2 separate regions of the Sus scrofa genome follow, and region 1 is linked to region 2. Evidence: chromatin contacts called from public Hi-C data. All regions are on one chromosome and are shown on one strand. Each heading gives the region's core, a stretch centred on a gene start, on an enhancer-like site or on the middle of the called end of the contact. The rest is flanking DNA. Distances are from core to core; before and after follow the strand shown.

Region 1 (4,382 bases), core at 454-2,953, 72 kb after region 2:
ATATATACATTCGTTTTCAGAGTCTTTTCAATTATGGTTTATCACAGAACATTAAGTATAGTTCCCTGTGCTATACAGTAGTTTTCCTTGTTGTTTGAATTATAATTTATTTCTTTAAAAATAATTTTATAATTGATTTAACTGGTCTTATTGGTGGGCTTTTGGGGTTTTTTTCATTTCTTTTTCTGTTTTTCTTTTTGTTCTCTTTTCAACTTTTCAACTCTTGCCACGCGCTGGGATGGCTGCCCTTGTGCAAACTTCCAGCGTCCTTGGTTTGGGGGAAATTCCTGGAGTGGGTTTGCCTCGTCTGTGAATATAAGTCTGGGTGTTCTCATTTACATTTTGACCTTGAGCTGCAAAGGCCTCCAGAAATGCGCCATTTCCCATCCCAGGCCCATCTCCTCCATCCCAAGTCCATCCCGACAAGCCAGGACAATTTCAGCTGCTGTGTCTGTGCCTCCTTTTCGCGAGCACAGCCATTTCTCAGGCTGTGTCCTTCACTGACCTTTCTGTGCTGGTTTCTCCTGGTGATTTGTTTGAACTCTCTTTATTTCTTTGGACGCCCTCTGCTGTTTTCCTGAGCGTGTCTTTGCACTTTGCTCACGTTGGGTACTGCCCTCCGGGATCTGAACCATTTCATGCATATCTGTGTCCTCCTTCGTGTTTTGTGTGGCCTTCTTGCACATGTCAAAAACATAAACAACAATTCACCTGCATTTTGTTCAGATTGCATATTTTACACTTAAATCCTTGCACTGTTTGAAATTCAGCTGTCTCCCCCTTGGGTAATTCTGATCTCCTTCCCCCTCCATGGGACACTGGGCCATGTTGGGACATCAGTGGTTGTCATAACTGTGGGGGCTCCTGGCATCAAGGGGGTGGGGGCCAAGGATGCTGCTCCACACTGCGTAGTGCCCAGGATGGCCTCATTAGTGACCCGGCCATGTCAGCAATGCCCAGTGGACAGACCCTGCTAGAAGGAGATAGAATTCTCCACTGAGCAGGCGAACGCAGCAGGCCTTGCCGGGGTTCCCTGATCCAGGGGAGCCTACTCCCTCCTGTACCTGCTCCTCCAAGTTGGGAATTTGGGCTTTTCCTGATGATTTTTTAGTTAGTTAGTTTATTTATTTATTTATTTATCTTTTTGCCTTTTCTAGGGCCCCTCCCGTGGCATATGGAGGTTCCCAGGCTAGGGATTTAATCGGAGCTGTAGCCACCGGCCTACACCAGAGCCACAGCACCGCAGGACCTGAGCCGCGTCTGCAACCTACACCACAGCTCACGGCAACGCCGGATCCTTAACCCACTGAGCAAGGCCAGGGATCGAACCTGCAACCTCATGGTTCCTAGTCGGATTTGTTAACCACTGAGCCACGATGGGAACTCCTGATTTTGTAGTTTAAACGTCACTGTGAGCACATCCTTTTAGCCAGGCTCTATGCTAGGTGTCTGTGGGAGCCCTCATATCCCATAGCGCTGGGGATGAGCTATGGGTTCTCATCCCAGGGGAGCTGGGATGTCACTGAGCAAGGGCCACCCCCGCCCTCTTGGCGACAGCACCCTGATCCGCCACACTCAATTTCTGCAGATGCCAGGGCTGAAAGAGAACCTGTTTGGGCATTTGCTCCTTGGGTGCCTGGGGCTGGAGACGGGCTCCAGAGTCCTGCACTTCCCACCTTTAGCCACTAGGGGGAGGAGAAGGTCCACGGAAGCTTGGCGAGGCTGGACCTTGAGCAGGCACGGGTGGAGATGTAGGGGATGCAGGAAGCCACCCAGGGGTCTTCAGTCAACCCCTCCACCCTCCTAGAGCCCTGTGACCACCCACTCATGTTCTCTGGGACATTCTGGTTCAGCACCCAGAGTCCCATAGACACCTGTCCTGAGGCCCCCACCTTGCAGACCCAGATCCTCTGTGGATCTGCTGGGTGTAAGAGGGAGGCAGAAAGCACAGGCCCTGTGCCCTTGGGAGTATGGGGCCCCTGCACCCCCAAACCCACTTTGGCACAGGGGGTTAAGGATCCGGTGTTGCCACGGCTGCAGTGTAGGTCAGAATGGCAACTCAGATATGATCCCTGGCCTGGGAACTCCATTTGCCATGGGGCTGCCAAAAAAAACAAAAACAAAAACAAAAGGTTCTGCAGCATTTCCCCAGAGCTCCTGCTCAGCACAGAAACCCAGAACTCCCCACCTGGCCAAGCGCAGTGCTTTCCTGATAGCCCTCATTCTCCCCGGAGTTGAGGAGCATTTCTGCTGAAAGCTTTTTATCTTGAGAGGGTGGCCCTTGTGTGGGGAGTTAGAGCTCGCTTCTTCCCCTGGTTGGTTACCCGCTTCAGATCTGTCCTGGGCATGTTGAAATGCACGTTATTATCAGTTCTCTCCGCGGACAAGTTGTTCTCCTGAAAGAACTGCCAAGATATACAGTCAAAACCTTAAAATGTTCTGCTTACAGAAGGTCACGGCTGCTACCGCAGCCTTCCCGACAGAAAGCTTATACAATACAAACGGAATTACGCACCCCCTCCTCTGCTGCTGCCTTGAGGGGGGGGCCTAAACCTCTCCCTGCAGCCTACCACGTGGGTGACTCAAAATATGAGCTTGACCCCTCATCCGGGGTGATCCTGCCCCTCCAGGACACTGGGTGGTATCTGGGGACATCTGTGGCTGTCACACTTAGGGGCTCCTGGCACTGAGTGGCTGGAGCAGGGAGGCTGCTCCACACCCCCAGCATCTGGGATGGTGCCCCAAAGAAGTCCCAGTCCCATGTCAGCAGCACTGAGGGGGGACCCTGCTCCACAAGAGTCTTGCTTCCAGGCTGAATGGAGATCAGTCTCTTTATGCTCCGCTGTGTTCCCACCGTGGTCCCACCCAAGCTCAGTCTTCCCAACCCTGCAGCCTAATCCACTCACAAGCTGGTTAGTGCCGCCACCCAAATTTGCCAGTTTGAACACTGAGGCCCCGAGAGACTCATGTGCGAGATTGCAGAGCAGGGCTTCCACTCGTAGGGCTGCAGGGACTGGCTCAGCCCAGGCGAAAAGTGGGGCATCCAAAGGCCTGGGTGCATTGCTAGGCAACCGCTGGAACAGTCAGCCTCCCTCAGGGCAGAGATGATGCACACATGTGGTCATTGGTAGAGTCACAGGTTCAAGGCCTTCTTTGACTCAAAACACACACAAGGTGACCATCACATATGACACGAAGGTAGGCGAGCAGAGAGAGCCATGTGGAGGCTGAAGCGGGGCCCACTGGGGGTAGGCAGAAGGGGTCCCTTACATCCTAGGGTCCATTCGCAGCCCTGCCTGACTCCACCTGAGCCAGTGGGCATCGAGGACCTGCCTCTTGCCTCCTTACTCCTTCTCCCACCACTTTGTCCTCTGAGTCAGCAGACACTGTGTGCCAGGCCCTACCAGGCTAAAACACTCATGTCTGTGTGCCAAGTACACAGTGGGTGTGGGTAACAGGACTGAGGTATAGCCGGGGGAGGCCTGGGTGGGGATGTGCTCAGCAGTTGGGGGTGGGGGTGGGGGCCTGAGCAGGTACCACAAATACAGTATCACAGGGAATTGGGGTGTTGGGAGCTTGTTTCCAATTGCCATTAGTGTCCCCCCAAATTCAAATGTTGAAACCTACCCCCCGATGTGGTGGTAATTAGAGGTGGGTCCTTTGGGTGGTATGATCTTGCTAAATACATATTTTGTACTTCAGCCGCAGTTCTCGGCTTCCAGCTCCCAAAACCCTTGGAATTTCCTGATCTGGAGGAACATCTTGTGTGTGACTAAGTATGACAGTGATAGTAAAACCCCAGGCACTCTGCTCTGACATCACATGGGAGTATACTAGCTAGCTATTGCTGCATAACAGGCCACCACATACCCAGCAGCTTATGTCTCCCCTGTCAGGGCAGAAGTGTGGACACAGTTGGCTGGGCCTCTGCTCAGGGTTCCACAGGGCTTGGCTGGGGCCGAGTTCTCATCTGAGGCTCGACTGGGAAAGGACTCACTTTCAAGTTCTCTCAGACCATTGGCAGGACAGGGTTCCTGCTGTCTTGCTAGCCACCACCTATGGCGATTCTCAGCTCTTGGAGGCCACCCAAGTCTGGCCTGGCGGCGTGGTCTCCTCCCTGGTTCCTTCTTCCCTCTAGTCTCTCACCTGATTAGGTCAGGCTCACCCAGGTGAATTGTCTTTTTGATGAACTCAAAGTCAACTGACTTGGCACTTTAATTACATTCCCCCAGATGCCTTCTTCTGTGCAAAATCACCTAATCAGAGGAATAGAATCTTATCAGAGGTTCACACTCCTGTCCACACTGTGGGGTTGGTCTGCAGAGGGCAGGGGCTTGAGGAGTTAGAATCCTGCTGGCCACATGGGGAAGAAGGGAACACGG
Region 2 (4,112 bases), core at 299-2,798:
ATCCTTAACCCACTGAGTGAGGCCAGGGATTGAACCCGCAACTTCATGGCTCCTAGTTGGGTTCATTTCCACTGTGCCACAACGGGAACTCCTGAGACAATTTTTTTTTTACAGCCACACCTGTGGCATATGGGAGTTCCTGGGCTCGGGGTCAAATTGGAGCTGCAGCTGTCAATCTACGCCACAGCCAAGGCAACACCATATCCTTAACCCATCGAGTGAGGCCAGGGATCAATCCTGCATCCTCACAGACACTATGTCGGGTTCTTAACTCACTGAGCCACAATGGGAACTCCTATATTTTCTTTTACATTTGACTTAATATTTTTATTTTTATTTTTTTTTTGTCTTTTGTCTTTTTTGTTGTTGTTGTTGCTATTTCTTGGGCCGCTCCCACGGCATATGGAGGTTCCCAGGCTAGGGGTTGAATCGGAGCTGTAGCCACCGGCCTACGCCAGAGCCACAGCAATGCAGGATCCGAGCCGCGTCTGCAACCTACACCACAGCTCACGGCAACGCCGGATCGTTAACCCACTGAGCAAGGGCAGGGATCGAACCCGCAACCTCATGGTTCCTAGTCGGATTCGTTAACCACTGCGCCACGACGGGAACTCCGACTTAATATTTTTATGAGACAACTTTAGTAATACATCATAAGACGTTTCTTAATCATTTTTTAAAACTTTCTGGGAGTTACTCATGTGGCACAGCAGAAATGAATCCCACCAGGAACCATGAGGTTATATATGTTATCTTTTGCTGCCTAACAGATTACCACAAAACTCAGTGGCTCACAAGAGCAACATTTATTATCTCACAGTTTCTGTGGGTCAGGAATCCATGTTCACATAAATGAGTCCTCAGTTTCAGGGCCTCTCAAAGGCTACAATTAAAGTGTCCTGGGCCAGGGATTAGATCAGAGTCACTGTGGGAACACCGGATCTTTTCACCCAACTGCACCTGACCAGGGATGGAACCAGTGTCCTGGCGCTGCAGAGACGTTGTCGATTTGTTGCATGGCAGCGGGGATTCCCACCCAGCACTCTTGATAACCCTTACTAGGCTCTATTATTCCAGAGCGCTTGTGGCCTTCTGACATGACTTTATCACTTATTATGTTTATCAATTATTTCCTCTGTCTTCTCCTAGAATGTAAGATCCAAAAAAGGAGAGATTTTTTTGTTCTCTTGACAGATATTCTCCAAGGAAAGGCCTTGGCACATAGAAGGCAGAGAGGTTGAACGGATAAACCTGCTTCTTAAGCCCATAGGAAGGGCATCATCAGCGAGGATTCTCCGAGAGAAATAGTCTTCCTTAGCAAATCGTTTCCTGACAATGGCCAAGCCTAGATCTGAACGGTATTCAGCACCAGGGGCCCCTGGACAGCTCTGGAAACCAAACTACCGGAACCTTTCCTCTATGGTTGGAGTTTCCCGCCGGAGCCGCCCGGAGGCTGTACCCGCCGCTCAATGGGAGGAAACTACTTTCCCATGCCTGTGGGAGAGGTGGAGTCGCGGGGTGAATGGCAGTCACAGTAGCCAGTGGCTTGGAGAACTTGTCCCGCTGAGCTTGAGGGGACCAGTAGACAAAGGCGTGGGCGGGGCGTAGGCAGCGGCGCGCCGAGCTAGGGCTTGGCCGGGAGCGCGGCAGTGGGGTCAAACACCGCGCGGCGGTTGAGCGGCGGGCGGCTCAGACTGGCGGGTGAGGACTCGGCGAAGGTACGTGCGGGCTGGGTCGGGGCTGGGGGCCGGGCGGGGCATCCCGGGGCGGAGGAGGCTTTCTCGTCCGTTAGCCAAGGGCCCGCCGGGGCACCCGCCGTGGTTTCGCCTTTACCGGTGATATGTGTGATTTGCGTCGGGTTCTCCCAGCGGAGCGCGAGTTGTCCCCTCTTGGGCTAGGCTCCCGGTGCAGCGCGGAGCACACAGAAGGCGTTCATTACGTGCTGAATGAAAAGATGAATGAATGAGCCGATCACCTTTACCCAGCCCGATCAGCCCTCGGTTTGAGGGCGTCCAGGCCACTCCCCTCACCCCAGCGCCACAGACCGGGGGATCTGGACACTCACAGGTATTTGGCGCCTCCCCTTTCCCGTGGAGGTAGCAGCCCAGGGCGATTGTGGACATATAGGGATTTTAAATCATGTAGTTCCCTGTAGCACCAATAATGCCAGAAAATAATGCCAGGGGAGGGGGTGGGAGGTGGCATTTTAGCTGATGTGGGATCGCAGGCAGTGAGAACTGGGAGACTGGGGAGGAAGCCTAAAGGACAAGGGAGCAGGGTCCCTCCTACTAACAGTGATGTTTTCAGGTCTAGGGTGAGATCTGTACCACTTTGGCTCATTGAGTCTGGTAAAGAGGTCCACATGCTTCAGCTCATCCATTTGTTCAGCAAGCGGTTACTGAGCGTCTCTTCTGCACCAGGCCTTGCGGTTGGTACAAGGGATGCCATTTAGGGCAGGGGTCAGCCCACGGGTGGCCCTCCTGAGGGGTCCTGGAAGCAGTGACCTGGAAAACAAACATCATTGGAAGGTCAGGGAAGAGAAAGGGTCCAAGCCGAGAGAACAACTGGTGCACATGCCCTGAGGCAGGAATGTGCTTGGCACCTTTAGGGATCATAAAGACCAGTGAGGGGAGATGATGGTGGAGAGTCTTTGCCTCAGGGTAAAACTTTTGGATTTTATGTAAGAGCAGTGGGGCACAGAACATTCTGCAACAATGGAAATGTTCTCTGTGCTGTCCAGTATGGTAGCTGCTAGACACAGGTGACTCCTGATCATTTGAAATACAGGTAGCACACCTGAGGAGCTGAATTCTACATCTTATTTAAGTTTAACTCCCTAGCCATGTTGGACAGCCATGGAGAATTTTCTGCGGAAGGCAGTGATGTGTGTCAGACCTGGGATGGGGGTGAGATGCTGGGGGAGATGGGCTTGCTCCCTAGAGCTAGTTGTATAACCAGTCCAACAGCTGACGTGGTTGTTCCTGGCATTCACAGTGGCTAGGCTGAGGCATGAGCGCCCGGCTGTGTGGCTGGACCCCATAGCACCTCCTGGGACAGAGTGCACGCCCACACATGGTTTGGCCCTGCCGCGACCGGTGACCGGAGCAGTCCGGGCCGCCACCATGATGAAGTTGTTGGTGGCCAAAATCCTTTGCATGGTGGGCGTGTTCTTCTTCATGCTGCTTGGCTCCCTGCTCCCCGTAAAGATCATCGAGTCAGATTTTGAGAAGGCCCATCGCTCGAAAAAGATCCTCTCACTGTGCAACACCTTTGGAGGCGGGGTCTTTCTGGCCACATGCTTCAATGCTTTACTGCCCGCCGTGAGGGAAAAGGTAAGCAGCAGCCCTTGGCACCTTATGGTAGAGGGTCTCTATACTTTCCCTTTTTCCTTTCTTTTTAAATTGAGATATAGTTGATGTACAAGATTGTTTAAGTTAGAGGTGTACAACATGGTGATTCATGATTTTTCAAGGTTATATTCCTTGTGTAGTTATAAACTATTGGCGTAGTCCCCGTTCTGTACAATATATCCTTGTAGCTTATTTATTTTATGCATAATAGTTTGTACCTCTTAATCCCCTTCCCCTGTCTTGCTCCTCCCCTCTCTAGTGCTTTTCAGCCCTAACACCAAGCTTGGGGGCCTTGACACTGTAAGGGTGCTGGGAAGTAGAAAATGAACTTGCTGTGTGATCACACATTGGTTGCTTCTCCCCTCTGGGTCTTATCTGGTAAACAGGGGGTTTGCCCTAGACCTGAGATTCCCAGCTGATAGGCTCATCAGTCAATACTTGATTAGACTGCCTGCCCTGGTCAGCATGCACTTCACCCTGAAAGTAGCGACTGGGGCCTCTCTACAACTCCTGTATCAGTTAGCTACTGCTGCCTAACAGGTGATAACAGACCTAGCATCTTAAAACAACACATGTTTATTTCCACGTGGTGTCTCTGGATTGGGATTCTGGACACCACTTGTCTGGTTCCCTGCTCCTGGCTCTCATGTGGCAGCAGTCAAGGTATCCACTGGGCTGTGGTTTCATCTCAGAATCCGACTGGGGATGGATCAGTTTCTGAGCTCACGTGGATGTAAAGCAGGCTCAGTTCCTTCCTGGCTG

Evidence for each region. Hi-C and Micro-C count contacts between places; a contact is called where the count stands out from the background.
Region 1: a contact with region 2 is called in a Hi-C map of omental adipose tissue, with 4 times the contacts expected there. The contact joins the enhancer-like site here to the promoter of SLC39A3 in region 2. A contact is called at or near these places in 2 of 5 promoter capture datasets (fetal liver and liver), 35 of 47 Hi-C or Micro-C datasets (adipose tissue, alveolar macrophages, blood and 16 more) and 2 of 2 datasets of contacts at active chromatin or transcription factors (alveolar macrophages and skeletal muscle).

The regions. Positions count from the first base shown.
Region 1 is chr2:75,978,633-75,983,014 of Sscrofa11.1, forward strand. The region is part of intron 2 of GNG7 (guanine nucleotide-binding protein G(I)/G(S)/G(O) subunit gamma-7); the gene reads left to right. Among named protein-coding and RNA genes, the nearest start is that of GNG7, 51 kb to the left of the region's middle. Within about 2 kb of position 1,704, at least 12 of the 83 cell types and tissues checked have an H3K27ac peak or open chromatin away from gene starts, as enhancers often do. A contact at or near this core is called in alveolar macrophages, omental adipose tissue and retroperitoneal adipose tissue, where this site is marked.
Region 2 is chr2:75,906,903-75,911,014 of Sscrofa11.1, forward strand. SLC39A3 (zinc transporter ZIP3) reads left to right here and starts at 1,549. Exons shown (of 3, transcript XM_005652818.3): 1 at 1,549-1,718; 2 at 2,995-3,332. The coding sequence starts at 3,123.